Linked DNA regions of Mus musculus: region 1 is linked to region 2. The links are chromatin contacts, called in public Hi-C maps. All regions are on one chromosome and are shown on one strand. Each heading gives the region's core, a stretch centred on a gene start, on an enhancer-like site or on the middle of the called end of the contact. The rest is flanking DNA. Distances are from core to core; before and after follow the strand shown. Region 1 overlaps Robo2 (roundabout guidance receptor 2). Region 2 overlaps Robo1 (roundabout guidance receptor 1).

Evidence for each region. Hi-C and Micro-C count contacts between places; a contact is called where the count stands out from the background.
Region 1: a contact with region 2 is called in a Hi-C map of uterus, with 3 times the contacts expected there. The contact joins two enhancer-like sites. A contact is called at or near these places in 4 of 484 Hi-C or Micro-C datasets (cerebellar granule neurons, cranial neural crest and uterus) and 1 of 9 other capture datasets (embryonic stem cells).

The regions. Positions count from the first base shown.
Region 1 is chr16:74,090,889-74,095,617 of GRCm38.p6, reverse strand. All of the region lies in intron 2 of Robo2 (roundabout guidance receptor 2), which reads left to right. Among named protein-coding and RNA genes, the nearest start is that of Gm22163, 34 kb to the right of the region's middle. Within about 2 kb of position 1,922, at least 37 of the 459 cell types and tissues checked have an H3K27ac peak or open chromatin away from gene starts, as enhancers often do. A contact at or near this core is called in uterus, where this site is marked.
Region 2 is chr16:73,006,189-73,010,623 of GRCm38.p6, reverse strand. Robo1 (roundabout guidance receptor 1) reads right to left here. Exons shown (of 29, transcript NM_019413.2): 22 at 3,693-3,800; 23 at 868-1,012. Among named protein-coding and RNA genes, the nearest start is that of Gm52247, 49 kb to the right of the region's middle. Within about 2 kb of position 3,108, at least 20 of the 459 cell types and tissues checked have an H3K27ac peak or open chromatin away from gene starts, as enhancers often do. A contact at or near this core is called in uterus, where this site is marked.

The DNA.
Region 1 (4,729 bases), core at 673-3,172, 1.1 Mb before region 2:
GTGTGGGTCTGCCCTAGGGCATTGGGCTACTAACAGTGTCCCTGCCCCACCCTAATTAACGTCTTTTGGCATTTGGGGATGAGTCAGCCTAGTGAATTTGTTCAACTCTATCCACTTATTTTTTTGAAAGTAGCAATTGAACACAGACTTTGAGCCTGATACTTTTTGGACCCTTGAGACTCAGAAGAGAACAAAAGATTCTAAAATATCCCATGAAGCTTCCTTCCTGGAAATGGATTCAAACAACAAATGAGACAAATCTGATTAATCCAGTAATAAAGTATCTTGGCAAGAAAAAAAACATAAAGAACAGGGGTAAAAGTATATATGTGGCTATATGAATTTTAGAGATTCTAGGGAGCACGTGTGTGTGTGTGTGTGTGTGTGTATGTGTGTAGAAGAGAGACAGAGACAGAGATATAGACACAGAGAGAGATGGAGAGAGAGGGAGAGAGGGGGAAAAGAGAGAGAGAAACAGATAGAGATGGAGAAAGAGATGGAGAAAGAAATGGAGAGAGAGAGAGAGAGAGTTTACATATTGTCACCAAGGAAGACACTCTTAAAACGATGAAAATTTAGGGATGAGAATTAAAATTAAATTTAACTATTTGGTAATGAATGCGGGGGTGGGAAAAAGAGTGTTCTAGGACAATGGAAGAAGGAAGATAAATGGTTCCAAGCAGATGAGGACAGGGCTCAGGCATAGGATGAGTTGAGTGAGAGTAAGGAAATTGAGTGAAAGTCAGCCAATGTGTCTACACATGCACTTAGCAATGTGAATCCATTCGGAATTTGTGAAGAACATGTTCTACACTGAAGTGAGTGCTTCCAACATGGTGACAAGACATGGAGATGGTTTCACTTGATCCATGAGGCAGGAGATCTTGTAAGACCTGCCTAGACCTGATACATTTAAAAACTAGTATCATCTGCACTGGATCATTTTATGTGAAGTTATTGAGAAAGAAGGAGTAGAAAAACTCAAAAGTTCATGTCTAGCTGGAAAAAATATTCATGATCTTCTACATTTAAAGACTATGAAAGTTATCAGGTATTTTGACTAGGTCAAGTGTGGATCTTTTATTTAATATTTCACACTATTGACACCAGGTAGGTGGTAGAAGACATGAGCTTCCACAAAGTTAACTTGAAATCTTAGGAAATCTGTACTAAGCTTGTGATATTTGATAAGAGTACACAGGATGATACATACAGGAAGCAGACATCCTAAAGTTACATCATTGATATGATGAAAACCTAGCAAAGACTACATTTAAAACATTAATGGTAGGCAGCCAAATAGAAGGAAGGTATCATTTTTAGGGCATGAGCAGTGTATATTTCAAGTTCCAGTTCATCAGATGCTACCAATATGAAATGACCACTGGAAACAGTAATATGGAGACCTCTGGACTCTGTTATGAAGGCAATTTTGTTGGAGTAGAAAGGGGAAAGTCTTTATTACCCAAGGTTTAAGAGAAAATAGAAACGAAAAATTAGAGATAGCAAGCAATAATAGCATTTCTAGTTTCCTGTAGGCCAGGGAACAAAGAGAGATTATCTGGAAAGGGACAGGAGGACAATAACATGGATTTGGTTTCATCTTAAATGAGGCTCATAAAGCTTGCCAATATGCTTACGGGAGTCATCTAACACACAACAGAGAAGGGAAAAAATGTTGCAGGAAAATGCTTGAGTGGAGTTGAGGATTCCAGCTAGAAACAGGGGCGAAGGTGATTTAGGCACAGGGAGACTGTTGCAGGATGTAGACAGTGGCCCATGAGTAAGAAATATCTTTGGTCTTTGTCATCTGCACCTCACAATGTGTTTGTTTGGTTTTATTCTCACAGTCACATTTCTCCCCCCTCCCCACCCCTTTAAATAGGCACACTAGCTCACATTGTTTAGTAGAAGAACAGTGAAATGTGCTGAAAGGGAACAGATTTCCAGACAGGGTTGAGGTCTCAGCTAATCTTTTACATGTGGCTCCTTTTATAGCCAGTTTGTACAAATAAAGAGTCCCCTTTTCCAGTCTGATTTAATGGAACAATGAAGATGTGTTTGCTCATGGACATGAGGGCCCCACCCTTGGTTTCAGGGAGCTCCCTATCTAGTAGGACATGCTCAGAGGTACGTAGACTGTATTTTCTAGATAAAAATCAAGATCCGGTCATCCCATTTGCAATCTTCTAATGAGAGAGAATTGTTAGCGCCAAGGCCATCTAGGAATGCTCACAGCATGTGTTTTGCATTACAGTAATTAGTGTCAGATGTTTAAAAGTGCTGATTTAGAGAAACAAACAGTGGTGGAGTGGAGGGAAGACGGAATGTTCAGCTCTGCCTTAGACAACTTTGCCTTAGATGTACGGGATACAAAACTAAAGCTTCAAAACTGCTGACAGCTCCCGAGAGGAGGGAGTTCAGTCTGAGCAGGTAGATGAGGGGCCACTTTTGAGTGAAAATTATCACAAGCAACATGGAGCACTGTCCTGGCAGTGTTAAGGGTGGCATAAGTATGTATGTGTTTTAAAACGATTAATTTGCTGGTGTGTGTGTAAGAGAAGAACCATGGTAAAGAATAAGAATTATTAGTTGCCCTGTGCCCTGGCCTGAGAAGTCTAATCAGGATGTGTCAAGAGCTCCGGCTATTGAGAGTAGAGGTAGAGGTAGATACTGTTTGGTTTGGGAAAGAGCAAAAGGGATTTGATAGTCCCTCTCAATAACAGAAAAAAATGTAAACTTGAATATCACTTGCTGGTGCTTAGCTCCATGCATAGCCCACTGCTGTTCACCAGGAGGGAAGCAAGTGTAATGAGCTTGCGAGGTACATATTCAGGCTGAGGTCAGTTGAGGCAGTTGGAAGAACGAATTCATTTCTTTGGCATCTTCACTTTGTTTAAGGGACACTGAATTTATGACTTAAACCTAAAATAAAAAGAATGTAATGAATAGGGAGGATTAAGGGCAATGAAAACAACATAACTAAAATAAAATGATAATAAATGCTGACAACATTAATGCATAGTTAGGAAAATTATTCTTCTCAATCCTCGAAATGATGAGTTACATTGGTTTTTGTACTAAGTAATTTCTGGGGTGGAGGGAATGTGCATAATGAAGAATATTTGTTTTGTTGCTGTTGTTTTCTTTCTTGTATCCATGGTAACATTAGATTAATTCCTTAACAAAGAAAATATCCTAATCAAAATTCAGAAACTTCTTTTGAGGGGGACCCACATGGCAGTGTGATGTTGAAAGATGGGTTGACAGTATTGAAGAGACTCCTTCCATAGGCATGTCAAGCATAAATGTCCATTTGAAGATACTTCAGGTCATAATTTTATGATCTTTCAAAACCTCAGTAACCTATACAGAGTAAGTGTATCAAGATCCTTCCTGTACTAAGTTATTAATTAAACACCAATGTCACCAACGTGTGTTTGACCAATGGACAAGAGACCTATTTATTTGTTCCCCTCTGGAGGATCAAGACATTATAAAACCTTAAAAGTTAGTAAATAAATTCTTTCCTGGCCTAACAGGAAATCCAGAAGGAATCAGTGGAGTCTGGCTGAGGTTGGCCCTAACACTTAAACAGGAATGAGAAGGAGAACTTCTTATAGAGAAAGAATACAGGAGGAAGAAAGAACCAGTACTTTGTTTGATGGGGCTGTCATTAAAGAAACAAGTTAGGCTGTGTGGCTTTAAATAGAAGTGGACCCACTCTCCAAATTCTGTACATCCTCATGGAAGGATTGTGGAAGCAGTCCCATGCCTACTCACAAAATCTTACCCTGGTGTTTTCTCTGTGATAGGGAAATACATTTGTCCCAAATCATAAACTTCTATTTATGCTTTCTGGAAAATTCTACTATAAAAATCTTCTATCATGTCAGTTTACAGAAATAAAGTGGCAAGTCTTATAGAATAATAATAAATACTGTAACTAATGACTATTACACGTAGAACACAGAAAAATATTTCACCCGCATATCTCATTTATTTATTTACCTTAATAGAGATACATGCATGAATTGGTAGAAATGAGAAAATCAAGGCTTAAAACCCTCAGTGAACACTGGTGTCTGTGCATATTCCCATGTGATAAACAGGGTAATTTCTGGAAAAAAAATGAACATGGGAGCATGCTTTCTATGAAGATTTAAAATTACAAAGGCATAAATAGTAAAATTACGGTATGATAAGATTCATGGGAAATTGAGCTCCAGTTTACAAGCACTTTAATTTCCAGTATATTGTTCCTGCCTCCTTCAGCAGAATTCTTTATGCAGCACAGAAAGTGTTATGTGTCTGTTGAATGTGACACTAAAAATAAAAGGTAAATTCATATGGCTTTGAACATTGGAGACTTAAACTTTGAGATACAGTAGAATGTACTACAAAGTATTATGACCCATAAATGGATATTTGATTAAAATGAAATAAAAACAAATAAGTCTATAACAGAAATCTTCAGGTAGTGAGTTGTGACCACTCCCACAATGGTAGCATATTACATATCCGGCATACTGGACATTTCCAGTAGGATTCATAACAATAGAAATTAGATATTTATCTTAGGATCCATAAGAGTATGGAAACTACAGTTACGAAGTAGCAACAAAAAAATTTTGGTTTTGGTCGTCACCACCAAATGAGGAACTGTATTCAAGACTTGCAGCATTAAAAGAGCTGAGAACCAGGGCTCTATAAAGTGATTTTATTATTA
Region 2 (4,435 bases), core at 1,859-4,358:
GTATAGATTGATGCAATTGTTTTAGAAAAACTTAACAGGCAATGAGGACATCCTAACACTCCCAGGCATGGCTTAATGGAAGGGATGTGCTCTGAGAAATCCATTGTGAGAGAACTTTGTCATTTTGTGGGCAGCCCAGAGAACACTGTCACAAACCTGGATGGCATGGTCTACTCTCTCTGCTGTAGAGGCAGTTATTATACTTGAAGTAACAGATAAAAGAAATACAGTGCCAAGTATTTGAGTTTTCAGACACACAGGAGATATGAAAGGCACAAGGAAAACACTATTGGATAGGGCTTTTCCTTTGTTCCATTATAATCTTATAGAATTCACATCACATAATATAATACTGACATTAGTGGATCTATGAATATATTTAAAATATCATGAAATCATGTATACACGATTCTGTGCTTGAATTTACATGTATATAACACTTTTGTTTTTTGTTAATCCCAAGTGCTGGGATTAAAGACATGCACCACCACCACCCAGCTATTATACACACTATTTTTAATATGTGTATACATGTGTACACATACTTGAATAATTAGGTACATCCGTGCACATGTGCATGTATAATGTGTGCATGAAAGAGGATTTCTAAGACATAATTCATATCTGAGACAGCCCTAGGGAGAGCTTGCATGAAAATGTGTGCATATATACTCTGTGTACCTAATTTTCAGGTTATAAGGAAGTGTCCTTAACCTTAATTCATATTTCATATTTCCCTGAGGAGGTCTGCTAAGACCTGCTGTTTGATTTAGAGACTGGTGTTTGTGAACCCAAGAAATCAGTCTTCTTTGGGCAATTTGGGCGAACCCTGACTTGTCTGCCCTCTTACTGTGGCAATGCCCTTACCTTTCATCTACGGACATGTTGTATTCTTCACTGTTGCTATGTGGGGGAGGATGCGCCGGAGGAGGGGGCAGCAAGTCTGCCCAGTTCATGCCACCCTGCTTGGGTGCCTTTGGTGTCCGTGCCCCTTTCTTGTGGCCTTGACTCCCTAGAAAAGAAATAAAATACAATGTCTTTTGTTTCTGACGTTTACCTTTTATTTTCCATTATTAAAGAGTTTAATATATTCTGCTACTATCCTATAATTCATATGCACATGTGTGTGTGTGTGTGTGTGTGTGTGTGCATACTTTTTTTCATTAGACAGGAGTTGATACAAGAGAAAAGGCCAAATACTACCAAGTTCAATGCCAAGTGCATAGCCCAGGATGAAACATAAGCTTCAATGAATTTTACAAGTAGTATCATTAATAGTGATCTTCCTACAGCAATTAATTGCATTATGGATTATCATCTGAAACAAATGAGCTGTGGACATATTTTCTGGAGTGCCTTTCTAATATTTAATTGCTGAATCCTACAATACAATGCGATACAGATACGATCTATTAGTAGTCTACTGTTGCATTAAATCACTGAATATATATAATTTGTACTTGTCCATTGGAATGTTTCAGGCACAATGAAATTTCTCATTTTCTTGGGGAAGAGAGGTAGGGGTGAGGAAATTGCCAGAAGAACTAATATATTTAATGACAAAGGAAGGAGAAAGTGCATTAAAAATAATGGGAAGACATATTTTAACCCGTTTATATAAAATTATGGCGTATAATAATAAAAAAGATGACGTTCCTGAACATTTTTTAGTGCTATGGAGTAGCCCAATTATTCAATTACTATGGTGTTTTTGATTTTAGAACTGACTCATCCTTTACACATTGGTAGCTGGTATGTATACTAACTTCTAGAGAGTTTTAAGTCAAAAGATATTGTGTAATTAAACACTCCTACCTAACATATTTCAGGTCCATATGTACATTATGAACACAGAGTCTGTAATTGTTTTTTTTTCTCATATGAGCCCCCAATATCCCAGAATTGCTTTAATGTTTCTTTATGACTCTGAAACAAGTCCCATGGGAGATGAAGCAGGCTTTAGCTTATTCAATGAGCCTTTAAAATGTTTTTAAGTCACTTGGGACTTCTCCGTCACAGGAACTGTTTGTCATACCAGTTGTTCTCGGGCTGGTCTGCTATTGCATCAAACTGGATGGAAGGGCAAGCTGACGGCTAACAATAAACGCTGACTGTCAGTCCCAGCATCTCCATGCTCTCTCACGTCCTCAGTCGCCTGTACTAGGAGGACTATGGGGCATGGGGCGTGAAGGGAAAATTGACCCTTGTCTTCCTCTGCCTCTCCTCATGTACATTTTCCCCAAGAACAGCATCTGCCCCGTGACGCTGGACACTGCAGCCCCCTCCTCAATTTCACTCCTGTGTTTTGCTTTTTGCCACCGGGCATCAGATGTCACGTGGTTTTAGCATCCTTTTACCATTCGTGGAATAACCAGTGACAACACAAGTATCAAGATCGGGCATCGCCAGTGAGGGATGTAGATGCCAACGGGGAATCAATCACCTACGCTTTTCTCTACAAGCAGCTAAGAGTTCAAAGACAAAAATGACATATCATAATCAAATACTTAAATACTGGTGATGATCCTCCCCCCCGCCAAAAAAAAAATACACACATAAAATTTTGTTCAAAACACGAAATTTCGTTACTTTGAAGAAGAAAAGGGAAAAATCATTTAGGATTTTGAAAAGAGAGTATTTAGTACAATCTGAAAAACTAAAATCTAAAATGGTAAAGAATCATCTCCTGTAATTCACATAAGAACCCTTGAAGTACAGGCTAGGGAATGCCACACCACCGTGCCTCTGTTAAGGGAAGAGAGGTAACTGCAGATGTGAGCATCATTAGAGAAGAGGACAGAGCTCACCGGCACAAAGACCCTAGCAACAACTCCTGCAGTTGCCAGGAGGCTCTGTTCTTCCCCGTTCTGGAGAAACATGCTCCACTTAAGATCAATGGCTCCGTTCTCATTGTGGTGTGACTTGCCACATGTTAGCTCTAATAATCAACCGCCTTTAATTACAAAAACAGGACTTAACTACCAGCAAACCCCCATCTGCAGCGCCTATCAGGAAAACAGCTGGCAGACAGCTGCAGCCGCACACCGAACCACAGGGAAGGGAGCCTCACTGTGGCTTCTGAGGCAGGACAGGATGATACTGGGAGGAAAGTTTATAAGTTTTCCAGCAAGAACTGGGAGACCTCGGAGAGAATGTGGACTAAGGTTTCTGCCATCCCTCACCCCCAGATCACCGATCCTCAGGCATTCTTCTCCTTGAGAGAACTAAGTGGTAACATAACAAATTTATCACATATGTACTCTTTGGGGCTGTGTTCTGAATAAGGGAAGGAAAAGAAGTTTAACTGCCTTGGAAAAGTATTTTGTCCTTTTGACGTTGCTAAATCTCAGTATCAAAGAAGGAAACAGAACGCTTGATATTTGATGCCAAGTAGGATAGGAAGTAGTTTATTGGGCGGGTGGTGCATCAGACTGCAGACCAGACCTGTGTCTGGGACTCCTATGATACAAGGTGATGATTTGTGGTACACAGCTGATTAGCACTCTGCTCATCACTGCCCCCCTCTCCCCCTTTAAATTGGATATTTTCTTTATTTAGATTTCAAGAATTATCCCCTTTACCAGCCCCCCCCACACACACACCCAATCCTGGAACCCCCCCTATCCCATCCTCCCTCCATCATCTCTTTTCAAGAGAAAAGGCCGACACTTTCCTGTGTGTGTTTTACTTACCGGATGTACTACTGCCCCGATCTGAGCTGTTATAAGACCCTCCTGTGTTCTGGTCATAGGACTGGTTGTATGGGATGGTTGGAGGGATCGTGTCATTTGCCCGATAATCTAGATATTCCAGATAGGAAAAAAAAAGTTAATTTCCTCATAGTTATTTCATGTGTGTTTGGTCTACATTTCTGAGTAACGGAAGAAAAGCAGATGGATTATCTACTCGCCTGGTTTCTTCTTGTTTTTTTTTTTTTTTTTTTTTTCTCTTCAGGTTAACATGACAGAGAAAAGCGTCTAGCTGAAGTACATAGACACATAGACACATGTATGTGTTTTTAAATATAGTAAAAGGGACTGTGGGCACAGCTTCATACTAGTGCTTGTTTGACATGCATTAGGATTTGATTCAGTTGAACGTCTAGGACAGTAGTATTCTAGTAAAATGTCTCTCTCTCTCTCCTTCTCTCTCTCTCCTTCTCTCTCTCTCTCTCTCTCTCTCTCTCTCTCTCTCTCTCTCTCTCTCTCCCTCCCCCGCCATTACCCCCGGCCCCTGTCCAGAGTAGAGATATGTTTATCCTCTCTTTGGCTGTCTCTTTGCTTAAACATTTGGGCTGTGCTTTACAGCCTAGATTCAAATGGTAACATACTTAGTCGATTAGCTACCATATAACTCCACCTATATCCTAAGAGAACTGAAACTTGTCAACAACGTTGTATCTATTAAAAATGCGTTCCCAGTAAGAACACACAGT